Linked DNA regions of Sus scrofa: regions 1, 2 and 4 are each linked to region 3. Evidence: chromatin contacts called from public Hi-C and promoter capture Hi-C data. All regions are on one chromosome and are shown on one strand. Each heading gives the region's core, a stretch centred on a gene start, on an enhancer-like site or on the middle of the called end of the contact. The rest is flanking DNA. Distances are from core to core; before and after follow the strand shown. Region 1 holds the start of DENND5B (DENN domain-containing protein 5B). Region 2 holds the start of ETFBKMT (electron transfer flavoprotein beta subunit lysine methyltransferase). Region 3 holds the start of FAM60A (protein FAM60A). Region 4 holds the start of AMN1 (protein AMN1 homolog).

Region 1 (4,376 bases), core at 1,508-4,007, 290 kb before region 3:
CAGCAATGCCAGATCTAAGCCGAGTCTTCAACCTACACCACAGCTAATGACAATGTGGATCCTTAACCCATTGAGCAAGGCCAGGGATCAAACTTTCGTTCTCATGGGTAATAGTCAGATTCGTTTCCACCGAGCCAGGACAGGAACTCCGACATGTAGTTAATTCTTGCTTATCCTTTCAACTTTGTTTTATTGCCACATAATGCAGACTATACCTACACAATCTGAAGTGATAATTAGGAATGTACTCAGGTATTTTCAAATTTGAGTTTAATCTTTTAATGTGTGACTATTCTTTTGAAAGCTTTAGGAAAGATACGATATTTTGGCTATTTTGATGAAATTTACATATCATAATCGAATGCATTCTGTTTGGGCTTCTATTTTTTCATCTTAAAAACATTAATGTAGGGAGGGAGTGGCATGGACTGGGAGTCTGGGGTTAATAGATGCAATCTATTGCATTTGGAGTGGATAAGCAATGAGATCCTGCTGTGTAGCACAGGGAACTATGTCTAGTCACTTATGATGGAACATGATGGAGAATAAAGTGAGAAAAAGAATATATATATATGTGTGTGTGATTGTGTCACTATGCTGTGCAGTAGAAACTGACAGGACACTGTAAACCAACTATAATGAAAAAAATAAAAATCATTTAAAAAAATTAAAAAAAATAATGCAGGGCTTACAAGCTCATAAGTCATTTTTCAAATGAACAAAAAGTGACATATCTTGGAGTTCCCATCATGGCTCAGCAGTATGAACCCGGATAGTATCCAGGAGTAAACAGGTTCAGTCCCTGGCCTCGCTCAGTGGGTTAAGGATCTGGCGTTGCTGTGAGCTGTGGTGTAGGTTGCAGACCAACTTGGATCTGGCATTGCTGTGGCTGTGATGTAGGCCAGCAGCTACAACTCTGATTGAACCCCTAGCCTGGGAATTTCCATATGCCGTGGGTTTGGCCCTAAAAATACAAAAAAAGTGCCCCCCAAAAGGTGCTAGTGCCAACAGTAAATCAGTTTTCTCCCCCCCCTTTTCTTTTTTAGTAAATCAGTTTTCTATTGTGTTTCTAAAAAACATTCTGCAAGGAGTTACCATCAAAGATAGGAGAAATACATACACAGCCTATCACTGTCTCCCGACCCCCTTATTAGTGAAATTGTTTTATATACTTCAGTACTCTCTATATGAGAAAAAGCAATAACTGTATAACAACAGCAAATTAGCATATGTTCATAAATATGTTACAGATGTTCGAGTTTCCGTATTTTCCTAGTAGCATCAACAGCTTGTCACTACCTAGATAACCACCCTTCTTTCATTCATTCAATAAATATAAACTGAGGGACTAGGTGGGACCAGTATTCTGCTAGATGCTAGAAATATGATGAATCTTAGAGCGTGACTCCTGCTCTGTGGAGCTTAAAATCCAGCTAAGAAGATAGATACAGGAAAAAAGTCATTAAAAGTGTTTTGAAGGAAAAGTTCAGGATGCAATAGGAGCTAATGGTCAATTACCCAGCCAGTGGCTCACTCTGATTGTTTTATTTTTCTTTCATTTCAAACTTGAAAAGAGAGAAAGTGAGGGTACAGACTACAGTAAATGATGGTGTGTATGCATACATATCTTCCAGGAAGAACATTATTCAAATAATTGAGGTTCATTCTCTTAGTCCACCACCCTGGAGGGTTTTTTTATGTGTCTACCAGTGGTAGTCACGATTCAGACCACGCAACCCCCCCATCCAAATCCTCAAAGAGTAGGGAGAATTGTGGAAGGGATGACAATGTGGAGATGGGATGGATTCAATTTTTCACCTTTCAAAGGAGTAATAACTAGTTGGCAAGCCCTTTCTGAAGAAGAGAAAGTCAGAGGAAAGAGCAGGGTAAGAAAGCCATAGCCAGGGTTTCCGTTGTGACTCAGCGGGTTATGAACCCAACTAGTATTGGACCTAGGTTACATCCCTGGCCTCCATCAGTGGGTTAAGGATCCTGCATTGCCGTGAAGGTATGAGGCTCAGAACGGGCATTGCTGTGGCGGAAGACAGCAGCTGAAGCTCTGATTAGACCCCCAGCCTGGGTACTTACCCTAAATTTTTTTAAAAAAGCAAGCAAGCAATAGCTTTGTGAAGAGCAGAGTTCAGGGTCTAATTCCTGTTGCCTTATCAGCCTCCGATTGTACCTGCAGGGAGAGCTGATAAAATCAAACGAGAACACTGCTGGGGAACTGGAGCGCCTTGGCAACTTTACACTCACCTGGAAAATGTCTGGATAAATTACAGTGGGTCAGGGAAGGGAAGTTGTCAATTGCAGTCCTTTCAGAAGTCTCAAATCTTTGTAGATATTGAGTTGTGTTGTTTACCCCCCGCCCCCGCCCCACTGAGTTGGCACCAATTCATTGAGGAAAGATGTCTTGTGAATGGGGCTGAGAGCTGGGGGAAGGATTAAAGGACTAGGATTTTTTTTTCTTTCTTTCTTTTTTTTTTTTGGCCGCCTCTCAAGGCATGAGTAAATTTCCAGATCAGGGTTGGAACCACCGTCACAGCAGAACCCAAGCTGCAGTAGTGACAACATCGGATCCTTAACCTGCTCCACCACAAGGGAAGTCCAAGGACTAGGATCTTAAAATGAGATAGCCATCTGTACTTGTCACAGTTTAAAATATGTTGATGGTCCAGACCTTTGTGGAAAAGATTTCAGAGCGGCCGTTAGCCTTTCCCAAAGCTGCATTTCTTTCTTTTTAATTAGGATAGGTAGCATCCCATTTAGAGGGCTAAGGTAGCATCCCGCTCTGAGGCTAAGCCTCTTGTTGGCTGGCGGAGGCCGAGAGGCGCGTGTGTGGGGTCGCCCCAGCTCCGCAGCCTGGGCAGGCTGGCACGAATCCCGCCCGCGCGCGGCGCTCAATTCCGAGCCCGCTGGGAGCGCGCGCACACAGGACCGAAACGCGCGCTCCCGCCCCTTTCGCGCGCGCCCTCCCCGCCGCGCCCCCGCCCCACGCACCGGTCCTCCGCGCCCCAGCGCTCCCTGCGCTCCCACAGCCCGTGTGCCGCTCAGCTGACCCGCGGGCGCCAGACGCCGCGGCTCCCAGCTTACGAGAGCAGCTGCGGCGGCGCAGGCCTCTCCCGGCGACACTCCCCCTGTGCGCCCCTCCCCCACCCGTCACTGGGATCCCGAAGGATTGGGCGCGAGCTCGCGGCCGCTTTCCCGGCGCCGAGCGAGGAGCGAGGCTGCGGTGACGAGCAGTGGCTGCGCCGCCATGGGCGCGCCCGGGTCGCCCTAGGACGGGCGCGCGGAGACCGAAGCCGGAGCGGCAGCCTCAGCAGCTAGCCCTCCCGAGCTGCGGCGGCGGCGGCGGCGGCGGCGGCGGCGGCGGCGGCTGGAGCAGCGCCGCCGGGATGAGCGGCAGCGGCGCGGCGCCCGGTCCGGGCTCGGGCTCCTCCCCGGCCGCCTGCCGCTTTGCGCACTACTTCGTGCTGTGCGGGATCGACGCGGACAGCGGGCTGGAGCCTGACGAGCTGGCGGGTAAGGCCGGGCTGCGGCGGCGCCGTGTACTCCTCAGGGACGCGGGGGACGCTGCGAGGACGCGCGGGAGGCGGGGTACGGGCTTCAGACAAAGTCAGCTCCCGGCGGCGCTTGCTCTCCGGCCGGCGGGGTTCTGGGGCCGCGATTTAATGACATTGTTATTTATTCCGCGTGCAGGGTGCGCTGCTGAGCCCTCGGGCGTCCGCCCAGGGTTTCGCCTGGCGGGCGCGGGGTTATTAATAACAGTCGCGGGGGCAGGGGAGGGGGCGGCTCCGAGGGCACGGCCTGGGCCGAGCATGCCGGCCCCCTCGCCCGCAGCTGCTCGCGGAGGCAGCGGGTGAATCACCGGGCGCGTGAACTCCCGGCTTCGCTGCGCTCCCGTGGCTCACCCCCCGCGCCGCCCGCCGCCCCGGCTGCGAAGTTTCAGCCCCGGCACGTGACGCGGCGCCCGGGCCCCCTCGGAGAGGGGGCGTGGGAGACCGCGGGGCCGCGTCCCCCCAGGCGGCAGTGACCCGCGGGGCGAGCGCCAGGCTGGAGGCTAGTTGGATTTCATCCTTAACTGTTCCCGGTCTGCGCCGCCTCGGGTTCTGCGATGACGGTCGAGTCACCTTTTGGAATCCTGTCGTTTTGGCAGTGTCGCAGGAGCTGTCGACGATCTTTGGACGCTTGGGACCCGGCATGATGCCTTGTTGATACTGCTTACACTGTTCCGAGTTTAAGTAGTTGAATATAATTCCCCTCAGTTGGGTGCACCGTGTGTTGCTGCCTGGGCTTTCCTGGAGGGGCATAGGTCGGTCCTCTCGACTCTTTTGATGGCGCAGTGCAGGGCTGAGCTGGGGATCGGAGATGGGAAA
Region 2 (3,953 bases), core at 120-2,619, 350 kb before region 3:
CCTAAAAAAAAAAATATTAAAAAAAAAAAAAAAAACAACTATAGAGGAGTTCGCTTCGTGGCTCAATGGTTAATGAACCCGACTAGGATCCATGAGCATGCAGGCTTGCTCCCTGGCCTCACTCAGTGGGTTAAGGATCCAGCGTTGCCCTGAGCTGTGGTGTAGGTCACAGGTGAGGCTCGGGTCCTGAGTTGCTGTGGCTGTGGTATAGGCTGGCAACTGAAGCTCCAATTTGACCCCTAGCCTGGGAACTTCCACATGCCTTAGGTGTGGCTCTAAAAAGCAAAAAAAAAAAAAAAAAAAAAAAAAACCTTTAGATTTAATTGTAATAAAAGAATATCAGCTCCCAAACCTCTTTCTGTAAATACCTCTGATGAGTCATCTTTACCAAAACTGGACTTAATATAAAAAGACACCTTGATAAGAATAAGCAGGAATGAAAGAGCAGTTTAAACAGAAATTATACACCCAGTTGTTTGAGACCTCTGATCTAATCTGCGTAAATATTTTAAAGTCTTATATCCACCCAAGTATTTAGAGTAGGGGCCCCAAGCTTAAATGCCTACCAGGGCTGGGCTGGTGATAGATGTATGATCCAGGCTGTTGTTAGATAACAGAGGGGCTGTGGCAAACTGTAAACTGTTTCAAAACAGTCCAAAAGGGCCGCAAACTGCTGCCAGCCAGGGACTCCTGGGCTGATCTCCCAATCGCTCAAGATAATCCAGATATTTACACATAAACTCTCACTTAAACTGGCACATAAACTGGCAACTAATTAAAATATCAAGACACAGGCGGGCCACAATGCCTCTCAGACCAGTTTGTGAACTCAGGATGGACCTCCAGTGGGTATTAATAAAATTAGCCCACGTTTATGCTTTTGGAATCCCAGGGTCTAGGCTGACCTCATTGGACTAATCCTGTGAGGACCGACCGGGTCAGCCCTTGAATCCCAAAAGTCCAAGGTTTAAAAAGAAATCAAATAGGAGATTGTGGACACCATTTCATCCAGACCGATGTCGCTCCCTCCCAAGCCAGCACCAATGAAACAGCACCCCTTATGAATATGTGATTATGTGCTGGACACTTGGTACGTGGAATGATTGCTAAGGAAAGAAGACGGGTTAAAAAGACGGGTCCAAAAGTATTAGCACGTGATTTCCCTCCAAGGAGAGAGTCAACCTTAAAGGGGCAGGCACAGTTCTCCTCTCCTTACCCGGCTGTGCTAACACCGCCTCAGGAAGCTAAGCACTGGGCACGTCTGTCACTCTCCTCTGCCCGTCTTTTTGCACCTTCTTTATGACTGCAAGCGGGGTCCAGCTTCCTCAGCCAAGCCGGCGCCCAGCCCAGCCCAGCCCAGCCCAGGCTCCGCCCTCCTTCCCGGCAGCGCCTTTTCTCCTTTCGCCTGCCCTTCTTAAAGGGACAGGAAGTTCGAAACCACCGGGCTTTCAGACCTCCCTTGGGAAATAGGGGAGCTACAAATACTGATTTCTTGAAGATCCACTTTGAAGCCCTGGAGCATCTGCTTCATGCCAGTCACACTCCTAAACACTGGGCATAGAATGGTGAGCAAAATAGACCTTTAATAAACCTTTAATAATGACGCTTACTTTTGGAGTTCCCGTCGTGGCTCAGTGGTTAACCAATCCAACTAGGAACCATGAGATTGAGGGTTCGATCCCTGGCCTTGCTCAGTGGGTTAAGGATCTGGTGTTGCCGTGAGCTGTAGTGTGGGTGGCAGATGCGGCTCAGATCCTGCGTTGCTGTGGCTGTGGCTTAGGCCAGTGGCTGCAGCTCTGATTAGACCCCTAGCCTGGGAACCTCCATATGCCGCGGGAGCGCCTCAAGAAAACGCAAAAAGACAATAATAATAATAATAATGACGCTTATGCTCAACTGTGATTAAATCATAATGTCCTCCCTGTTATAATTTCATGCATGCACAATCTTTTTAATTTTCTTAATTACAGTTTATTTCGATAGTACTCTCTGATTCTCTTGCTGTTAATAATTCTTTATTTTTTATTTTTTTGCTTTTTAGGGCTGCACCCTTGGCATTTGGAGGTTCCCAGGCTAGGAGTCCAGTGAGAGCTACAGCTCCGGCCTACACCAGAGTCACAGCAACACAGGATCTGAGCAGCTTCTAGGACCTACATCACAGCTCACCGAAGCGCCAGATCCTTAACCCACTGAGCGAGGCCAGGGATCAAACCATGGTTCCTAGTGGGATTTGTTTCCACTGCACCACGATGGGAACTCCCTGTTAATAATTCTTAACAGACATTAAAGATTAGTTTGCCTAAGAAATGTTGTTTTTTGAGTTTCCATTGTGGCTCAGCAGGTTAAGAACCAGAGTAGTATCCATGAGGATGGAGGTTCCATGGCTGGCTCAGTAGGTTAAGGATCCTGCGTTGTTACAAGCTGCAGTGTAGGTAGCATACATCGCTGAGGTGGGGTGTTACAGTGTGGGGCACAGGGATGCAGCTGCAGCTTCAATTTACTCCTGGCTGGGAACTTCCATATGCTGCAGGTATGGCTGTTAAAAAAAAGAGAGAAGTGTTGTTTTTAACTAGCTTCTGTATTCTATCCCACTGATAGTTTTTAAATTGATCTGCTTCTTTCCATCTCTCTTGCTATTGCCTTAGTTTCACTTTATGATTGCTTGCCTGAATTCCCATAACTGGTCTCTGCAATCCTGCTTTCCTCTAGCCCATTCTCTGTAGTGCAGCTTAAATTGTTGTCTCTGAAACTTTCATTCCATAGTCCAGAAAAAGGCTTTACATTCTTAAAATAATCCCAAAGAAACAGACTATAAGCCCATCACAGCCACAGCAGTGAGGGATCCAAGCTGTGTCTTCGACCTACACCAAAGCTGATGGCAACACCTGATCCCATACCCACTGAGTGAGGCCAGGGATCACACCTGCATCCTCATGGATACTAGTCACATTTGTTTCTGCTCCACAATGGGAACTCCTGAAATGTTTTCTTTCTTTCTTTCTTTTTTTAATTTTTTGCTTCTTAGGTGCAGCATGTGGAAATTCCCAGGCTAGGGGTTGAATTGGAGCTACAGCTGCCAACCTACACCATAGCCACAGCAATGCCAGATCCAAGCCATGTCTGTGAACTACACCACAGCTCATGGCAATGCCAGATCCCTGACCCACTGAGCAAGACCAGGGATCGAACCCACATCCTCATGGATACTAGTCCAATTTGTTTCCGCTGCGCCACAATGGAAACTCCCGAAATGTCTTTTTTTTTTTTTTTGTCATTTCTTGGGCCCTTCCCGCGGCGCATGGAGGTTCCCAGGCTAGGGGTCAAATCCGAGCTGTAGCCGCCGGCCTATACCAGAGCCACAGCAACTCGGGATCCAAGCCGAGTCTTCGACCTACACCACAGCTCACGGCAACACCGGATCCTTAACCTACTGAGCATAGGCCAGGGATCGAACCCTCAACCTCATGGTTCCTAGTCGGATTCGTTAACCACTGAGCCATGACGGGAACTCCCGAAATGTCTTCTTTTTAAGTGAAAGAAAGAACAGTTTCGCTTTTATCAAAATTGACCCAAATGCAACTGAGGAGACCCATCAGCAATTGAGTTATCATCCGACCTTGTGATTTTTGCCTTTTAACTACCCGCCTACGTTTTTGCACACGAGCCAGTTCTCTAATAACTGGACACTCTTAAAAGTGCAAGTTTAAAAAATTATCCCCATTCTCAAATTCATCTTCAAGGATTTTTTTGGACAAATTATGTAATTATACTTAACTATATGACCTTGGGCACATTATTAAACTTTCTTGATGAAAGAGATCAGGACATCCCACTCTGACGCAAAAGTTGTTTTGAACAAAAGGGGATTTGAGTTTCTGAAATCCCTTATCTGCCTAAATCAGTCTCCCAAAAGAACTCAACTATCATAAACCTTCTCCCCAGGGACAACTCTA
Region 3 (4,020 bases), core at 516-3,015:
ATGTATCTTTTCGAGTCATGGTTTTTCTCTGGATAGATGCCCAGGAGAAGGATTGCTGGATCAAATGGTAATTCTGTTTTTAGTTTTCTGAGGAATCTCCATACTGCTTTCCACAGTGGTTGTACCAAATTACAATCCCACCAACAGTGTAATAGAGTTCCTTTTTCTTCACACCCTCTCCAGCATTTATTGTTTGTAGACTTTTTTTTTTTTTTTTTTTTTGGTCCTTTTGCCATTTCTTGGGCCACTCCCTTGGCATATGGAGGTTTCCAGGCTAAGGGTCGAATCGGAGCTGTAGCCACCGGCCTACACCAGGGCCACAGCAACACTGGATCTGAGCTGCGTCTGCAACCTATACCACAGCTCATGGCAACTCGGGACCTTAACCCACTGAGCGAGGCCAGGGATCGAACCCGCAACCTTATGGTTCCTAGTGGGATTTGTTAACCACTGAGCCACAACGGGAACTCCTGTTTGTAGACTTTTTAATGATGGTCATTCTAGCCAGTGTAAGGTGGTATCTCAAAGTGGTTTTGATTTGCATCAGAAATATCTAAGTCCACATTGTTGACACTACAGTGAAAGCAGTGAAACTTGTCAGCAGATGATTAAGTTTTATGGTTAATGTCCACACTTTTGCATCTTGGGACCAATATCAAGTTTCTGGGAAAAACATCCTTCCTGTCTCCCCATGTCTGTCATTAAATCAGTGTCTCAGCCTGTTGGTGTTAGATGTGTTCTTGGAATAAAGGTGTACCACAATTATTTTTTTTCCATTTTTCACTTATTGGTCTGAGATTTACTTCAGTTCTTCAGTTTTTTTTTTTTTTTTTCTCTTCTGGGGCAAGAAGCATTTAGATTGTTGGTTTATTACATATTCCATAAGGGAAACTCTGCATTTCACCGGCAACTTTTTCAATTCCCAAGACCACCAGTTGGTGGTATTATTTCTGGGTGATTGGATCACCCTTTACTAGCAGCTGGAGGTGGGATGTGTGTCCCTAGATTACTGGCTTTCCACTATAAAAGAAAAGCGACACTATTCCCACGGAAATTAACAACTCTTCAACTGCAACAGGCTTGAAATCTTAAGGCCAAAGTGGAGAAAAAAACTGAATTATTATGGAGTGGGTTACTCTTTGAGGAGTGCAGACGGGAGCTGGTGAATGAACAGAATGTCAAAATGGGACTTTATTAAACGACTCATTAAAACTGCAAGAAAGACAAATCTCCGTTGGCCTCAGAGAATTTAAAAAAAAAAAGATTCAAAAACCCTTTTTCAAGCAAAACTTAGGAAACATGGGAGAAGTATTAATTCAATCTGGGCGCTTGGAAGACCACCTCCCCTGCCACTTCAGTTCAGACACTGGGCAGAGATGTGAAAATTTTGCAAAAACAGCCTTCAAAACTATTTTTCAACGCGAAACGGTGTGCGCGAAAAGCTTCCGAGTGTAAAGTACGACACGCAGCCCAGTGTTCTCCCTGGGTTGCTAACCTTTCCGCCTTTCCCCTCTCGCCACTCCCCCTTAGCCTGGGCCTCCAGCCAGGGGGCGTTTGTTTACGTGACGTCACCGTAGTAAGCAGTCCCCGCCCCCGTTTCCCTGTGGCCGCCGCGTTTCCCGCGCCGCGGCGCTTCTCCCCTTAAAAGGACAATAGAGGCCTCGGGAGCGCGCGCGGCCGCCGGGCCTTCTCCCCTCCCAGCCCTCGACGCGCGCGCGCCCGTATGCAAATAAGTTCGATTCAGGAGAATTTTGTACCAGGAGCTGCGCGTGCGCAGAAGGAAAGCGGAATCTACACCTTCCCCGCCAGCCGTGGCAACTGCAGAACTGCAGGAGACAATCTTTCTAGACAAGGCAGTTGAGGAGGAGGGAGCGATTGGAGCGTGGGTTGGCTTGGCGTGCACTCCCCACCTCTGAAACATTATTGCGCGTGGAACGGTTGCTTCTGGAAGGTGAGTGACTCTAACCATTACTGCGGTGCAAAACTGTCTCAGGAGGCTTTGATTTCGGAGTGGCTTTTTTTCTCTTTTCACCTCACCTCACCACCTCCCCCAGTCCTTCCACAGACACACACGCACACATTCATATACGCACACAGGAAGTTTTGTCTTGGAGATGGCATTGCTTGGAGCGCGGTTTTCGTGGTCCTCAGACCCCAGATTCTTTGTATCTGCATGTTTAGTGTGTCCTTTTTAATTGGGGAGGGTATTTGAGGCAAACCGAAAGTCTTGGGGTGGGGGAAGTGAGTGAAGCCTGGAAGAGTGAGGAGTCGCCGGAGTTGAGGGGTCCACATTGAAGGTGACAATGACTTTTCTCAGCCGCAGTGCTCGCTGGCGAAAAGGAGCCTGGTGGCTGAAAGGCCCGAGAGAAAACGAGTTGCTGGCGACTGCCGAGGGGCCCTGGGTCGGTGCACCCGCGTGGGCGCGCGCCCGGGAGTGGCCGGGCGCCGTTGTTGGACCTCGTGGTTGAGTTTCTTGCCCCCCCACCCCCGGCGCGTGTTTAGATGAGTGTGGACAATGAATGCCCCTCGCTCGAAAACTAAGTTGCGTCTACTTGTGAGCTGGCCGGCGGAGGAGGTTTAAATTGGCCTTTCGGCTTGGTGCCGGCATGGCCGGAGTGCATGCGGGTGGCGTTGTCCGCCCAACTCCGGAGGGATGCGGATGCGACAATGAGCAGCACGCGGCCGCTCGGAAGCGGCCCCGGCTCTGAAACGCTTCTCCCCAGGGCCGCGCCCAGGCAGCGCAGGCGTTCGGGGTGTCTGGAGCCTCAAGTTTGGTCCGCAATTTATTCACCTGTAGCGTGGTTTGGGCGCCGCGGCGCTCTCTAGGGCCACGGTGTACGGCTTAAGATGGCCAGTCGGAGTCAAGTTGACTTGGGGATGGAGGCAGCGGCGTTGTCTGCGCCGGAGGAGTGCGGGAACTCAGGAGGGCACTGCTTTTTGTGCCGAGCGTGACAGACCACGTGCTGGGGCTGCGACCCGGGTTTGCTCCCAGGTCCGGCTGAGCCTCTGGCTCGCGGTCAGCCGGGAGATGCGGGTGCTGTCGGGGCCGGCCGGCAGGACAATGTGACTTGCTGATGATGGCGTCTTGCCAGTTTCAAAAGCAGAGTGAAAGTCGCCAACTCTCGGCCGGTGCAGGGCGGGGAATCCGGGCGTTTCTCATCAAGGACATTGCAAAACTTTGATTAAATGGCCCCGCTGCTAGGGGAGGACGGCAGGACCGGCCCCGGACTTTTGGGACGTGGGGTCCGGCCCCTTCCCCTGGGCGATCGTCTAGTATCTCCCTCAGAGAAACAATCCCACGTCCCTCCTGCTGCACGTAGGCAGCGCCCAGCTGGACAGAAAACAAAGAGCCGCATGTGCTGTTGCGGGCCCGGCGGGCGCTCTGGGCGGCCGCCGGGCGGAGGGCCGTGCAGGCCTGGCCCCCCGAAGTTCGGGCGAGTTTCGGAAGGGGCTTTTGTCCCTCGGCCTCTCGCGGGGAAACTTTCGCGGCGCTACTAGTGCGCGGTGCGGGTGTGCGGAGAGGCAGCGTGCTTCCGCGCGGCCAGCGGCAGCCGAGGGGCCCCGCGCTGGAGCCCGGGCGCTGGCTGCTGCGACGACCGAGGGCTCGGCCAGCTCCCCGGGACCGGCGCCTGCGTCTGGGAGGTCTGTGGATCCGCCTTTGAAGTCGAACTGTTGCCATGTTTGAATTACGTCAGGGCAAAGCCATGAGGAGGAACAAGCCCCGGCAACGCGGCGTGCGGGAGGCGCGGCCTGCGGGAGGCGCCGGGCCGGCCGGGTGGGCGGGCGGGCGCAGGGCCCGTTGTTCCGGCGCAGGTGAGGGAGGCGGCAGCGAGGGACGCGCTCGGTTCCCGCCGCTGCCGCTGCCGCCGCCGCCGCCGCCGCCCCCGCCCGGGCGGGCAGCTCTCCACAGGAACTTTCCTCCCGACCGCAGTTGTGTTTACGCACCGATCCGCCTGGGAGCGGTTCTGTTTGCTGCCTGGGTGTCTCTGTGTCGGCCGTCGCCGCGTGCCGGGGTGTGTG
Region 4 (4,055 bases), core at 114-2,613, 410 kb before region 3:
AGTTTACAAAGGGAAGAGAGACGAAAAAGCACCAAAAAGCAGCAAGTACTCTGCAGCTCAACCAAGGAGAGAGAACTCCACCTGGGAAAGAGGGCCTCTTCCTCACCCCGCCTTGGCCGTACTAGGCAGGCTTGAAGCAGCATCTCAATTCCCCAACCAGGAATTGAACCCAGGTAACAGCATGAGAACAACCAATCCTAATCACTGGACCACCTGAGAACTTCCAGAGGGCTCCTTCTTTGGAGTCCTTTCTGATTGGAACACAAACTCTTCTTCTACCCCCGCCAGGATGAAATTCTTACTGAGCATTTTGTACATATGTAGTGCCACTCATCTGTAAAAAAAATGCTAAAAAATTCCGACTTTACAGGATTAAATGAATGTGGTTAATTATGGAAAACACGTAGCTCAGTATGCGCTTTAGAGAAAGTGCTAGGTAAATGGCAGTCACTCTCAGATCCTCTAAACCTCTCTGACGGTCACGGAGTCTGTATCCCAGCGGTCACCGACATACCCCGCCAAAGGCACGGCCCAGCATCGGACGTAAAAGCAGTGACCTCGCGCGGCTCGGAGGATACTGGGCTAGGCTGCGCGCCCTCCTGGCCCACTCTGGAACCCACCAGAGTTGGGGACACCGTCAACAGAACAATAACCGCCACAGCGCTTACCGAAGGGTTAGGTTCCCCTCGATTTTATACGGCCTCCGCTAGGGCGCCGCGCGCAAGGCTCCGCCCCTTGGGCGCCGCGCGCAAGGCTCCGCCCCTTGGGCGCCGCGCGCAAGGCTCCGCCCCTTGGGCGCCGCGCGCAAGGCTCCGCCCCTTGGGCGCCGCGCGCAAGGCTCCGCCCCTTGGGCGCCGCGCGCAAGGCTCCGCCCCTTGGGCGCCGCGCGCAAGGCTCCGCCCCTTGGGCGCCGCGCGCAAGGCTCCGCCCCTTGGGCGCCGCGCGCAAGGCTCCGCCCCTTGGGCGCCGCGCGCAAGGCTCCGCCCCTTGGGCGCCGCGCGCAAGGCTCCGCCCCTTGGGCGCCGCGCGCAAGGCTCCGCCCCTTGGGCGCCGCGCGCAAGGCTCCGCCCCTTGGGCGCCGCGCGCAAGGCTCCGCCCCTTGGGCGCCGCGCGCAAGGCTCCGCCCCTTGGGCGCCGCGCGCAAGGCTCCGCCCCTTGGGCGCCGCGCGCAAGGCTCCGCCCCTTGGGCGCCGCGCGCAAGGCTCCGCCCCTTGGGCGCCGCGCGCAAGGCTCCGCCCCTTGGGCGCCGCGCGCAAGGCTCCGCCCCTTGGGCGCCGCGCGCAAGGCTCCGCCCCTTGGGCGCCGCGCGCAAGGCTCCGCCCCTTGGGCGCCGCGCGCAAGGCTCCGCCCCTTGGGCGGGGCTCGGCTTTGCCCCTGCAGCGCGAGCGCGCCCGCGCCGCGCTACCGGAAGAGGCGGGGCCGCCACGCATCACGCGGGGGGCGGGAGTTGACAGACTGTCTCTGGCTGGATTTCGGCGGCCCCGGAACCGTGGAAGAGGTTCCCGAGGGCCGCTACGATGCCCTCCCCGGAGCGGGTCAGTCAGCTCCTGGACCTGTGAGTTGGCCCCGGCCCGCCTCCCTTCGCCCCGCCGCGGCACCACCCGCCGCCCCGCGCGGCTCTCCTTCCCCGCCCCCTTCCCGCCTCTGACCGCTGAGAAGGCCCCGCAGGTGTTTCCACTCCTGGATCCCAGACTTGTGCTCTCCTCACTGAGGAAGGTCAGGCCAAAAGGGTTGCCTAGCGAGCTTGCCTGTCTGTCCTTTATAGGTGTCCGAACTCAGCTTTGACAGCTCCACACTCAGGGAGTTCCTGGCAGTGGCCTGTCTGATGGGAGCTGAAAGCCTTGATAAAACAAAACATTAGATGGGGTACTCAGAAGCCTTCAGCAAAGTTCCACCCAGTTACTATAATGGGGATAAATATTGATTCCCTTTTTGTAGCGCTCAAATTCTCGATTGCGCTTGCTGGGTTCAGTTCCTGGCTCTGCTGTTCACCAGCTGTGTAACCATGGAAAGTAATTTCATCTCTCTGTGCCCAAGTTCTTGACCTACAATATTAGTATACCTATCTCATGACATTGTAGTGAGGATTAAATTTAACATATTAAAAGTTTAGAAGGCTGCCTAGTATTAAAATTAAGAGAGCTTTCCTTGATATATTTTATTGGCGGAGAAACCAGAAGCACAGAGACATGTAGTTACCCAGTGATTTATGAGGTGAGCACGTTAAGGTTGTTTAACCTTTGCAATGGTCATTGCAGTGGGAGTTTACAGATGGCAGGGGATTGGTTAAAAGTGCTTATTTTATGCAGATATTTTAAGAAGACTATTTAAGTTGATTATCAGAGGCATTTATAAGAAATAACCTAAATTTCACTTACGTTCATGAAATAATCTAGGTTCAGTTTTGATTACATGGCCTAACTGGCTTGGTCAGTTTGGGGAATTTTCAAGCCTGGTCTCCATTTTATTTTATTTAATAAATCCCCGACTTCTGGTCATTGTCTTAGCAAGCTGATACTGTAAACCAATATAGTGTTACTCTCACTACCTCATTTGATGTAGTCATGGAGGTGAACGGTCAGGTAACTGCTGTTACTGATAGTTTCGTAATCACCCTAGGCAGTGGCAGTGGGATCACTGAGTTCTTTTAGCTGTCTTATCCTGATGGATTTCATTTGCTATGTGAGTGGCTGCTCAATTTAAAGACATTTAAAACTCTTGAGAGGGAGTTTCTATTATAGTTCAGCAGGTTAAGGACCCAACGTCGTCTCTATGAGGATGCTGGTTCGATGCCTGGATCTGGCATTGCCACAAGCTGTGGTGTAGGTTGCAGATATGGTTTGGATCTGCTGTTGCTGCGACTGGTGCCATAGCTGCAGCTGTGACTTGCCCCTGGTCTGGGAACTTCCATATGCCACAGATGAGGCCAAAAAAAAAACAACCTCTTTAAGAGGTTACTAGGGAGGTTAATATTGAAATGGAGCAGGACTTAGTTTTTCTGTGGAAAAACTTTAGTCAAAGAATAAGTTTAATCAGAGAAGTGAGCGAAGGGAAACAGTCAAATGAGGCCACGTAATAATAGTTTTGTCATTAAGCAAAGTCAAGGACCTTCTCAGGGGCTATAGATAATATTCTGTCATATCCTGTGAGCTGTCTTATAGTAATGAAACCTCTATCAGGTGGAAGAAGTTAAATACCTGGTGACCAGAATATAGCCATGCCATAAGCTGACACAGTTCCAAGAGCAGGCAGGCCTCAAGGAAATGGGAACAAACTGATCTGGAACTGAAGATTAACTGTACTAAAGATAATCAAGATGATGCTGGTCAGACCACCACATGACCAATTTCAAAATGACTGTCAGAGCTGACTATGCTGTTTCTGCGTAGAGCCCCATCTCTCCACTTATAAGAGCTGGTTGTCAGTGGGAGGAGTCAGCCTTTGGACAGGAGTCCATCCTCCCCCCATTGGTTGCTGGCATCTGAAATAAAGCAAACTTTCCTTTCCACTAATCTTGCCTTTTTATTGGCTTTATAGTGGCAAGCAGCTGAACCCCACTATTGGTAACAATGTGATGACTCTGAGAATAATAGCCAAGGATTGAAAAATTCCCCAGAGCAGAAATCCCAGGAGCCATGATATAGCTAAGTACATAATCAAACAAAGAAGCATTGCCTATTTGATTAAAGATTGGCATCTATCTTTAAGATCTTTTTGAGGGAGTTCCCGTCGTGGCGCAGTGGTTAACGAATCCGACTAGAGACCATGAGGTTGAGGGTTCGATCCCTGCCCTTGCTCAGTGGATTAACGATCCAGCATTGCTGTGAGCTGTGGTGTAGGTTGCAGACGCGGCTCAGATCCTGCGTTGCTGTGGCTCTGGTGTAGGCCAGTAGCTACAGCTCCGATTCGACCCCTAGCCTGGGAACCTCCATGTGCTGTGGGAGCGGCCCAAGAAATGGCAAAAAAAAAAAAAAAAGGTCTTTTTGATGCATTAATATAGAAACAGCATTTTTTTACCAGTACATGCACTTCCATCTTGGGTGGTTAGTGTGTTT

The links. Promoter capture Hi-C pulls out the DNA fragments that hold promoters and counts their contacts. A called contact is a pair of places that touch in the nucleus more often than the background predicts.
Region 1: a contact with region 3 is called in a promoter capture Hi-C map of liver, with 4 times the contacts expected there. The contact joins the promoter of DENND5B here to the promoter of FAM60A in region 3. A contact is called at or near these places in 1 of 5 promoter capture datasets (liver), 3 of 47 Hi-C or Micro-C datasets (embryonic fibroblasts, liver and skeletal muscle) and 1 of 2 datasets of contacts at active chromatin or transcription factors (skeletal muscle).
Region 2: a contact with region 3 is called in a Hi-C map of liver, with 3 times the contacts expected there. The contact joins the promoter of ETFBKMT here to the promoter of FAM60A in region 3. A contact is called at or near these places in 1 of 47 Hi-C or Micro-C datasets (liver) and 1 of 2 datasets of contacts at active chromatin or transcription factors (alveolar macrophages).
Region 4: a promoter capture Hi-C map of liver shows a contact between it and region 3, with 5 times the contacts expected there. The contact joins the promoter of AMN1 here to the promoter of FAM60A in region 3. A contact is called at or near these places in 1 of 5 promoter capture datasets (liver), 5 of 47 Hi-C or Micro-C datasets (embryonic fibroblasts, liver, mesenteric adipose tissue and 1 more) and 2 of 2 datasets of contacts at active chromatin or transcription factors (alveolar macrophages and skeletal muscle).

The regions. Positions count from the first base shown.
Region 1 is chr5:42,639,919-42,644,294 of Sscrofa11.1, forward strand. It overlaps DENND5B (DENN domain-containing protein 5B), which reads left to right and starts at 2,758. Exons shown (of 24, transcript XM_021092091.1): 1 at 2,758-3,522. The coding sequence starts at 3,396.
Region 2 is chr5:42,574,614-42,578,566 of Sscrofa11.1, forward strand. It overlaps ETFBKMT (electron transfer flavoprotein beta subunit lysine methyltransferase), which reads right to left and starts at 1,370. Exons shown (of 4, transcript XM_021092089.1): 1 at 1,217-1,370. LOC110260715 (a long non-coding RNA gene) reads left to right here and starts at 1,437. Exons shown (of 3, transcript XR_002344057.1): 1 at 1,437-1,565.
Region 3 is chr5:42,928,680-42,932,699 of Sscrofa11.1, forward strand. It overlaps FAM60A (protein FAM60A), which reads left to right and starts at 1,766. Exons shown (of 6, transcript XM_021092101.1): 1 at 1,766-1,951.
Region 4 is chr5:42,517,203-42,521,257 of Sscrofa11.1, forward strand. It overlaps AMN1 (protein AMN1 homolog), which reads left to right and starts at 1,364. Exons shown (of 7, transcript XM_021092088.1): 1 at 1,364-1,535.